Regions from separate parts of the Zea mays genome. Here region 2 is linked to region 1. Evidence: chromatin contacts called from public Hi-C data. All regions are on one chromosome and are shown on one strand. Each heading gives the region's core, a stretch centred on a gene start, on an enhancer-like site or on the middle of the called end of the contact. The rest is flanking DNA. Distances are from core to core; before and after follow the strand shown.

The links. A called contact is a pair of places that touch in the nucleus more often than the background predicts.
Region 2: a contact with region 1 is called in a Hi-C map of tassel, with 2.2 times the contacts expected there. The contact joins the promoter of LOC118473400 here to the promoter of LOC103640318 in region 1. A contact is called at or near these places in 2 of 25 Hi-C or Micro-C datasets (ear and tassel).

Annotation. Positions count from the first base shown.
Region 1 is chr9:136,469,413-136,474,671 of Zm-B73-REFERENCE-NAM-5.0, reverse strand. It overlaps LOC103640318 (putative GTP diphosphokinase RSH1, chloroplastic), which reads left to right and starts at 3,535. Exons shown (of 24, transcript XM_020543940.3): 1 at 3,535-4,012; 2 at 4,142-4,344. The coding sequence starts at 3,985.
Region 2 is chr9:136,628,056-136,633,963 of Zm-B73-REFERENCE-NAM-5.0, reverse strand. LOC118473400 (LOB domain-containing protein 13-like) reads left to right here and starts at 2,836. Exons shown (of 2, transcript XM_035962688.1): 1 at 2,836-2,952; 2 at 3,048-3,322. The coding sequence starts at 2,857. The coding sequence ends at 3,200.

The DNA.
Region 1 (5,259 bases), core at 2,286-4,785:
GGTCGTCGTTGCCACTGTCGCACTGCGGGGGGAGGAGTACCATGTCGTAGCTGTCGTCGAGGGACATGAACTCGAGACTCCCGAAGCGGAGCAGTGTCCCGGGCTGAAGAGGTTGTTGAAGACTACCCATCTGAAACTCAACGGGAAGTTGTTCGTTAACACGCAGCAGGCCCCTACCTGGCGTGCCAACTGTCGGCGTTTCGACCCCGGGGGGTCCCTGGACCGACGAGTAAATTCGTCGCTGCGTGTCCCAGCCCAGATGGGTTGGCGCGAGATGGAACACAAGGGAAAACGCGGCTCGTATTATCCCGCGCTAGGGGTGGTGTGCTCGTAGTAGGGGTTACAAGCTTTCGCGAGAGAGAGAGAGTGAGCCTGTTCGTCAGCTCGTTCTCCCGCGCGACCCCCCGCATGAAGGCCATAGACCTTCCTTTTATAGATGCAAGGAGAGGGTCCAGGTGTACAATGGGGGGTGTAGCTAGGCGCTAACGTGTCCGGGAGAGAGGTGCCGGAGCCCTGTGTACATGCCAACGTGGCTGTCGGAGAAGTGCTTGAGCCCTGCGTAGGCGATAACGTGGCCGTCGGAGAAGTGCTTGAGCCCTGTAGAATACAACTGTTGGTGCTGCTGGGATCTTGCTGACGTTTCCCTACTTCCGTAGGGGGCTGAGAACCGCCGTCATCATGGACGCACGCAGGGAACCATCATTACTTGTTACTGGGGCGAGCCAGATGGGACGCCGGTCTTGTTCCCCCGTAGCCTGAGCTAGCTAGGGGTAGGGTAATGATGTATCCCCCGCGGCGCGGTCGGTCCAAGCCCTAGGTCGGGCGAGGCGGAGACTCCTCCTGAGGCCGAGGCCGAGGTCGGGCGAGGACGCGATTCCTCCCGAGGCCGAGGTTGAGGCCGAGCCCTGGGGTCGGGCGAGGCGGAGATCACCTTCCGAGGCCGAGGTTGAGGCCGAGCCCTGGGGTCGGGCGAGGTAGAGACCTCCTTTCGAGGCCGAGGCCTAAGGTCGGGCGAGACAGAGCTTCCTGTTGCGCCTGAGGCTAAACTTGGCTGTTGTCAGCCTCACCCTGGTGGGTGGCGCAGCAGTCGGAGCGGAGCGAGCGGCGCTGTTTTCCTGTCAGGTCGGTCAGCGAAAGGGTGAAGTGACTAAACCCTGCCGACTGGGGCACATGTGTCAGGATAAGGTGTCAGGCGATCCTCGCATTGAATGCGCCTGCGATACGGTCGGTTGGAGAGGCGATTTGGCCAAGGTTGCTTCTCGACGAAGCCTGCTCGAGTTGGGCCTCGGGCGTACCGAGGGTGCGCCCACTGCCTGAGGAGGCCCTCGGGCGAGACGTAACTTCGTCCGGGGCTACAGTTCCCGCCCGAGGCTGGGCTCGGGCGAGGCGAGATCGCGCCCCTTGGGTAGACGAAGCCTTGACCTGAACCACACCCATCAGTCTTTGTGGTTTGTGCTGATGGTGGTTACCAGTCGTGTTTAGGAGTGTTGGGGGTACCCCTAATTACGGTACCCAACAATAGTCAATAGATACACGACACACATGACATAATGTGTTGTCTCTTGAGAGTTCGAACCTGTCTAAATCTTCGACCCTCCTATGCATTTATCTTCAGTTCTCGATCTCGTGATTCACCCCATAAATTCAATGGTGAAGAATCCTTGACATACCTTTTTCACTTAAATAAACACTTACAAACACTTTTCTCGACATCGTGGCAACTACTTACCCTTTTGTTGTTCAAATATCTTTGAACAACTTGTGTGAAAAAAGGTTTTTAACAACACTTTTATGTTGCTTTTTGTATTTTTTTATAATAACTTGATCGACTAAGTTCGTATAGGAACTTATCAAAACACGACCAATATAGAAGATTTTTTTGCAGATTTCTTTTCAAATACTCTCCATCCCAAAATATAATTTATTTTAGACCAAACATACATTCATTAATTAACTTATAAATGTATTTTGTATATATGCCTATATTTATTATCATACATTCAAATGTGAACAGAAAAAAGAGGGTTGGAAAGAGCTATATTTTAGAACGAATGGAGTAATATTTTGTAGTAACTTATTATAGTAATATACTTATATGATCGTGGAAAAGAGAAAAAGGAAATAAAATAAAATTTTAAAAAAGGTGTGGTACTTACAATTCGTATGTCAGACGTGGCCACGTGTTGATGTGCTACCGCATGACAACCAAATGTCGCGGATTGCACCATATAGGCCAGGGATCTTATACATCCAAATTATACGATAAATGTACTATTTTAGTATATATAATTTAGTGCTAATATCTAATTATGTTGTTGAGCATATTTTTAAAAACAAGAATATTTTTTGTATATTTTTTGCATTATTTGCTCCCTACAATGAAAAATGTGAAAAATCATCCGAATTTGTATTTGTATCTAAATTTTATATTCATCATTTGAGAAGATATATAACAATTTTAGGATTTACTTTTTTATGAATCTTAACAAGCTCAATGCTAAACCAAGAATACATAGTAGATTTATATCCTACTTAATCATAATGAAAAAAGAAAACATAAAATTTAACATTTGAATAAGTATCTGGATCTATAGTCTAGACAAGGAGAATCGGACAGGATGGTTCAGCTAAGCCTCCCCATTATTTAGATTACTAAGTTTCTTTATCCTCTTTTCAACGCAATAGCCTTTTCTTTATGTGTTTCATTAGATGACGACAGCCAAAAAATAATCTATGCTAGCACGCGCATGTGATTGCTGCGGTATATGAAATGGCCATGTAATCATGGGAATTTTTTCCTCCTAGCTCAAAAAGTAAGCGGGGAATGGACAAAAAGGATGGAATTGAATAAGACATGCATGCATCTCATCCCCAAAGAAAAAAAAAGATTCTCTCGATCATTACAACTAATATATTAAATAAAAACTAGTCAATTGCTCATACATTGCTATGCTTTCTATATGTTGTATGCTTGATTTTAATAAAAAAAATATATGTTTTGTTGGTTAGATAGATGTGAATGTGGAACTAACAACTAAGGTTTAAATCTCCACTTATATATAATTTTACTTTATTTTTATATAACCGTTAAACTCATAGACGTGTGCATTAAAGTTGATGTTTGGACCGCAAGTTTATAGACTTTTTTCTAAAAGGGGCGACATGTAACCCGAAAAAACTGGTGTTTTATAGTAGTAGAGAAATATATTGTAAAAAAATGGCGATTTAAAACCTGCTTTTAGGTCCCATTTGGATCCTGGCGGATTTAAAAAAATCTGTATTCAAAATCTGATGTATTTATTGGATCCTGTATCTGTATTTAAAATCTGATAATGCTAGTATGTTTGGATGAGATCTAGGATTCCGATATAATTTTTGTCCAGATTTTTAAAATCTAATTTTCTAACCACAGTACCTTACCTTATCTGCGTGACCAAATTTATGAATAAAATTGCATAACGCTCACAAGTAAAGGCATGCGCCGCGGTGCTGCAGAGGCCCTTGACTTGCGGGCTTTCGGCGCAGCTCAGCTGCGATACAAGTGGAGCACGGCAGTAGAATCAAGTGACCAACGCCATCCTGGCCAGGAAACCAGACAAAAATCACAGAAATTGCACGGCGAGACGAAAATACAACGGCGAGCTGCTGCGGAGTCCAGAGACCAGCACAGAGCATCCAGCGAAGACGGCAGGAGGGTCAGGCAGTCACGCACCCGCACCGCACCCCTCCTGTTCCATTTCACCACGGCCGCGGCCTTTGTGTGGCCTCCGTCTCGTGTTATCCCTTCTTCGAGTTCTTCCGCCTCCCCGCCCCTCCCTTCATTCCTTCCTTCCTCCCTCCCCCCTCGGCAAAGCCCGCCCTCTCTCCCGGTCTCGACGCGACTCGCCGCTCCCTGCAGCTGCGCGCTCGATTCGCGTCCACTGGAGACGGCGGCGACCGCACGAGGGCCTCAGCGCCGCCGATGAGATTGCGCCGCCCCGCGCCATGCAGACCCCGCCGCCCACCGTGCCCGGTAACAGATACCGTTCCCTTCGCCGCTGTGGCTTCACAATTCTGCCCCGCTTTATGATTCCTTCCGCTGCCTAGGGTTGTTGATTGCCGCCTCATCAGGGTCTGATGCTTTTGTGGTGCCCGCGTGCAGTAGAGTGCGTGAGCTCGTGCAGGTCCGCCTCGTGGAAGGGGGGTGGAAGGCCCTACGAATGCAGCGTACTCTTGTGCGCGTGGAACGCGCCGCGCGCGCTCACGGGCGCGCTCGCCAGCACCGCGCAGTGCTCCTCGTGCGGCCACGCCGAGGCCGGAAGCAGCTGGAGGAGGCGCGGGCGGTCAAGTCGGAGTAACAACTCGGTGCGTTGCCACTGCTCTCTTGCTGTTTCTGTTATTCAAGCCATAATATCGATATGCTTTTGGTGTTTCGCTTACTTAATCCAGCTGAGTTGAAGTAGCAGTAGTATCATTCTGGTAGCAAACAATGCATTATCACTTATCAGACTTCAAATCAATCCATCTAGCCTCTAGCCTAGGTCATGCAGTATAATAATTTAAAGTGTGTTCTCCGTGCATTTTTATTTCATCGTGCGATTATTTGGTAAGCTGTTTTACCATCCAATTCTATGCATATTTTTTCTTTAAAAATAAGTTATGCATTTATTTGGTTAGCTGGCATGATCAGCTTTGCATTTTCCATTATTAGGTTCTGTTAAATGTATTTGGAGAATAACTCATAGTAATATAGGGTCTGATATGATGTTCTCTTGGTTTTGGTAAGCAGTGTCGATGCTGGTAGAATATATCTTGAGTTAGAAACGTGAACTCCAGTGATTGCATGCAGCTTCATGAAAGCTTAGCTTTATAGCGCAGTTCATTGTCAGTTATTCAATTTTATAGGCAAGAAAAAAGCATTTCTTATTCCTTGTGGTGGTCACTGCTGTCCTTTGCTACCGTCTGATTGAATAGCTGAAATGCAATATCTTCAGTGGCAGAACTGTATTCTATCCACTTGAATCACAATTACTCTAGTAAAGGGAATTTCTTTTCTGTAATTAAAATTAATGAACAATACAACCAGGAAATTGTTTTGCATCCATTGCATGCAGTTTTTAGGTTCCAAAGTAAACAAGCTCTGGACAGATTCACTTTCAGTTTCAGTGATCCTGTCTGCAGAATCCAAGCATCATGTAATCACCTGTACAGCAGTTACATCCTTTCATGTACCTGCTTTTGACAATAAATCAATAACTGACATGCTCTTTTTATATTGTA
Region 2 (5,908 bases), core at 1,587-4,086, 160 kb before region 1:
GATATGTTAATACTACGACGACACGGGAAGTTTGTTTGTTTTCGCAAGCTAACAGGCGACGAGATGTGCTTGCATTGCCGCATGCAACTAGCTAGCACAACAAGGCTCCAAAGGAAATGCCTTCACGTGGAGAGATAGAGATAGATAGATAGATAGATAGATAGAGAGAGAGAGAGAGAGAGAGATTTTGTCTCCTACCGTCCTACGTACGTACCTGGCCCTCTCGTACGTGTTGGCGCCGGCCCACACGTGCCGATCTCCACTTCTAGTAATGGCTGCCATTTAAAAAATGTACTACTATTAGTGCTCATTGTTTGAATGAGTTAGCGCTTGCTTGCTGTGTGTTGCGATGCGCATGCTCTCAACGTACGAGCTGTTAGCTAATTAGATAGTCAATTTTAGCTATTTTAGATTAGTAAGTTTTAGTCTTGGCTAACAACGTAACTAACCTTAATTAGCTTATCCACGATATATATGGGTTTAAAGAAGATTCGATTCCTGATTTGACTGCTGCATGCTGCGCTTGTCGCGCATAAGTGGATAACGAGGAGAGATGCGTCCTAGCTACTAGCTAGCTGGAGATTAGCGTATGTAGAGGGGAGATAGAAAGAAGACGAGAGAATGTGATGACTCTTTCCGTGTCTCTGTCTCCTCCGCACACAGCATACAATACAAGTTTTCACATCCATCAACGTGAGATGACCCCTTTTTTTTTTTGCCCAATCGATCTGTCAGTGGTGCATGCTAGCAACATTCCACAGTCCCATAGTAGTTTATTAATTTGGACAGACGTCATTCCCCCTCTTGCTACTGCAGCGAATATGTTGCTGAGCACTACAGTAAACGGAGAAACGTCCGACGGCCCCCTTACCTCCGACGGCCTCCTACAGGACCGTCGGACATAAGGTTAGGTCCGACGGCCGCAACCGGCTCTCGGAAATAGCCCTCATGTCCGACGGCCTGCGCTTATGTCCGACGGCCCTATAGGAGGCCGTCGGACATAACCTTATGTCCGACGGCCCTATACCTAGCCGTCGGACATAAGCCTTTTTAACGCGCGGGTCCGACCCGCGCGGCTTTCATTTCACCGCGTCGGTTTCAGCCGCCACCGTCCGCTCGGTCGCCGCCACGCCGTCGCCGCCCGTGCTCCGCCGCCCGCCACGCCGTCGCCACGCCACGCCGTCGTCGTCGCCGCCCGTGCTCCCACCGCCGCCGCCCGTGCTCCGGCCACCGTCCCGAGCTCCGCCCCGTGCTCCGGCCGCCGCCGCCGTCGCCCCGTTCGTCGGTCGCCGCCGCCCCGTGCTCCGGCCAACGGCCACGTGCGCCCGTCGCCGGCCGGCTCTCCACGCCCGCTAAGCTAAGTGAGTATCCTTAATTAGCAATTTTGTTTATTAAAATTGTATGCTTGCATTAATTTATGTGATTAAAATAGTATGCTTGTATTAATGTATTTGATTAGAATTGTATGTATTAATGCATTTAATTGTTTAGTTTGTTATGTCCGACGGTCAAAATTTGATTAGGTAATTAAAGTAGCTTGTTTTAGTTTATTTAGTGGTACTTTAGATAATTTAAATTTTTAATTTCCGAGGGTAATTATTATGCCCTCGGAAATAAGGTCATTTTATATGATTTGTCATCTATAACAATATTATTTCGTATGTAATATTGTATTGTGGTTTATTAGTTTAATTATTTAATAATGCACGATGATTATAGTTAATCATAGTGTATCGTAGTGTGAACAAACGAAACCTAGGCGTCACCCGTTTCGGCCCAACACACCTTACAAGCGATGCATGTGAGGTATGTTGGGCCGGAATTGTCCCTTTATTGGACAGCCTCGGGGTGACCGACAGAGTCCGTGTTTATGACAAAAGCATGTGCTCCTGCTTAGTTTCGGCAGCATAACCTCTCTGTTCTCCAATTGCACCATTTTTAGGCGTGCGATTGGAGAACAACGGGGTTATGCTGCCGAAATTTCGCACGACCACATGTCTTGTCATAAACACGGTCTCGTCGGTCACTCCTGGGTGGGTTTAGGAAGTCAAATCCGGCCGTACGCCCACGGATGTGGAGGTGTATATGCAAGGGCATAGGGGTTCTGATCCTCAGAATCCTGATGTGTTATGCACTCAGACGGCCACCGACCGTCTAGTGAGTTGATATTGTTACTCTATTATGTGTGTTGATATTGTTTGCAAGGGCATAGGGGTTATGCACTTATATTTGATATTGTTTGCCTCCAGGCTTCGTATGGGCAGGAGATGGTTCAACGCCATGGGGAGGAGTACGATTGGAGGAGCCAGCCAATCGACCCTCAGGCAGCCTATGCTAGCGCAGGAGGACAAGCCCATGGACGGTGAGATTATTTGATTTGGTTTTCAAAATTGTCATCATATGCTTGCGATTCAACTGAGCCATGAGTTACTATACTAAGTGCATGGTTCACTCTTGTAGGTTGGGTATTTTTGATTCTACGATTGATTCCAGAGAGCTGAGACGCCGTGGACGACAATCCACATCGTCGTCTTCACAGTCGTCCCGTTCACGATCAGCAGCCCATGAGATAGAGCTTGCAGTGTTGCGTCAACAGGCAGAGTACCATCAATCAGTCTTGAGGGAACAATTGGAGTACCAGAGGCAACAATCTGAATACCAGAGACAACAAGCCGAGTACCAGAAGAAGAGGGACGAGTATTATGCAAGCCTCCAGGCCCAAAATCAAGCTCTTCTCTCGGTAAGTTGAAGTAACATTTTGTAGCTTATTTTGCAAAACACTTGATGTGTATCTTGTTTGTTCAACAATGACTTGTATATAATTTGTAGCAACTAGCCCAACAAGCGGGCGTCCCGATGCCGACATATGGGATGCCGCCTCCGGACTTTGCACTGCCAATGCCAATGTTGGCGCCTCCACCTCCGCCTCCGCCTCCGTCACAATTCCCTATGGTATGTACACATATGCGTGTGTGACATGTTCATAAATGTCTTATGTGTTTAAATGAACAACTGAGTGGTTACTATTTCATGTGCTTGTGTTATAGGGATTTCAGACACCACCCGCTTCAGTTGCCGCACCTGGAGATGGGTCTGGTCAGGACGACACAACAAATTCGTGGGTGAACACCATTTTCAACACGCAGAGTCCAGCCGGAGGAGGTGGCTACTCGAACCATCCAGACGATGGATATGATTGATGTGTCGTGATGTTTTTTTATGAAACACTTTGCAACACTTGTTTGTGAGACACAATTTCAGTTTGCAACAACCGTCGAACCTATATGTTGATGTTAAATTTGTGAATGTTAATATTTATGTGAGACTATTTGTGATTGTGAATACTTATTAGAATGTGTGTATTTGTGATTGTGAATGTGAATTTGTATATGTGCATGAATCTGTTTTTGTTTTGTAAATGTCAGATTTTTTAAAAAACAGAATTTTGTGTAAATTCTGTAATTTGTTATGTCCGACGGCTTAATGGTAGCCGTCGGACATAACTCTTTTGTTATTTCCGACGGCATTAACTACCGTCGGACATAAGCAATGCTTATCTCCGACGGCCTAGCGGGAGCCGTCGGACTTAATTCAGTGGGACCCACATCCCGACCGGTAAAACGGTTGGGATTTGTTATCTCCGACGGGCATAGGCAGCCGTCGGAGATAACTTATGTCCGACGGCTGCCGTCGGACATAGCACTATTTCCGACGAGTTATCTCCGACGGCTTAAAGCCGTCGGAGATAAGGCTTGACCGTCGGAAATAATCTATTTCCGACGGTTTATTCCTTATGTCCGACGGCTTTGGCCGTCGGACGTTTCTGCGTTTACTGTAGTGGAGATGTACATGCGCTTTTGCCCCTACACTCTAACAAGCTCTGTTAGTAGCTAGGCTAGCTACCTCTCGATTGTAAACCTCGTAGTCGTCTCATGACGTACTCCAATGCAAATTGGAGCTGCTAGTACATGCATATACTATGCTAATCAAGTTCGTTTTAAGGGTAATCTCAACCTAAACCTCTAAGTTAAAGAAAAGTGAAGAGAAATAGTAGAAATATATCCTTTCTCGTATCAGAAACACTCTCATATCAAATAGTAGGCATGTAACTAAAATGGTGCTATATCAACACGTGAACGCCACTATTATGGTATATATGACCACGGCCGGTCCTGATTTCTTCTGAGTTTGTGACGACCCTGCTCGTCAATTAAGCTCCTGTTGCTGACGACGATGCTCCTATCTGTCGAGCCACCGGTTCTCCTCAACATGCTGCAGCAGCCGTCAATGATTCATCCGCGTTCGTGCATGCATGGTGTGTCCCCAGACAATAATAAGAAAGCTAGGGCATTGAATGTGCGTTAATTTGTAATACTCTGCAATCTCGCTTTTGCATTTTACGTCGTCCGGCCGGCATGGTAATTGAGGAATATGAAAAGGGTATGGAATAGATTCCTACGGATTTGAACGAGGAAGCAATCACATCAACAGTAGTACAGGTAGCTACAATAATCACTCATGGAGCTTACCCAAAGATATGATGTCAGAAATACTACAGTATAAAGAAAGGCTAGACTTCAGAATCATTCTACTCATAAGCAACTTCAGTTAGACTTGATTAAACATATTTGGCATAAGTTTGGGAATTCCAATTAGGTACTTAAATAATTTGTTAGACAAACTCTTGTATGAATGATTTCATAGTGGTCTGTACAAATTTATATTATATATATGTAGCCATAATTAAGTGTTCATTTGTTTAACTAAAAACTCATTATTTAACTCTTTTTCATTGTAGATGACGACTTTTGGAGTTCTCCTGTACGTGGCATATATGGAGGTACTGTACGTGCGTCTAAAGTACAGACCCAGCGAGAGATGGACGTACTGACATGGCTATTCTACTGAATTTATTTTTAATTACTACGCATTATCGTTTATCATTACCGAGAGAGAGAGAGAGTGGATGATGGATACATTTTTAGATAATAGAACCTTCAAAAGTTCCCGTCTCTGCGATTCCACACACAGCGTAGGAGTACAAAAAAACCATCAAAAACCTCCACATGTTGGAGGAAAAGAGAAATCAAATAATGCAGCCAAACCTATTATTGAACTTCCAGCCTAATCTAGAAAAAAGCTCCAAACAAAGGATGATGGATACATATCTAGTTTAATATGTATATATTCTAATGATTATAATCCTAGATTATTTTGTTACCAAATATGACACCTATTACTTATCAATTGGTATTATTGATATAAAGCATGCATGCAACTATATGAATGTGTTTGCATGTGATGTACTGTAGTGCGAGTGAGAGGACAGATGTATACGCGCAGGCCACTTTGTCGCTACCCCAGCTCATCTCTCTCTTTTTTTGTGTGTGTATTTAAATTGTTCTCTATATAGAAACTGCTTTAGCAATCATAGGCTGGGAAGATAGTTTCTAACGATTATTAAGGGCTCGTTCGTTTTACTACCAATCCATATGAATTTTTAAAGTGGATTAGATGTGTTTAAATCTCTATCAAGTCAAAATCCTTCTTAATTTCTTCTCCCCCAATTCATGTGGGATGGAAATAACCCAATAAGGTCTAATTATATGTTCTCCCTCTTGGGAATTGTCCATGAAAACTATGAATTGTGTAACACCCCGTCCAATCCGGAACTGCCCTAAGTGGATCATGCATATCGTGGTCATTGCATGCAGTAGTTATTATATAATCAACCACATGATGTCTCTTCCATATATGTATGTATGTTTCAATACAAAAGAAAAGGTATGAGTTCAGATATGGACCATGACACACGTCAAGGTTGTAATAAGCTAGCATCCGTAGCGTAATGAGTTTCCAACTTGATTTTGTTATATTGAACATCTTAGATCGGCTCTGAATCAACCGA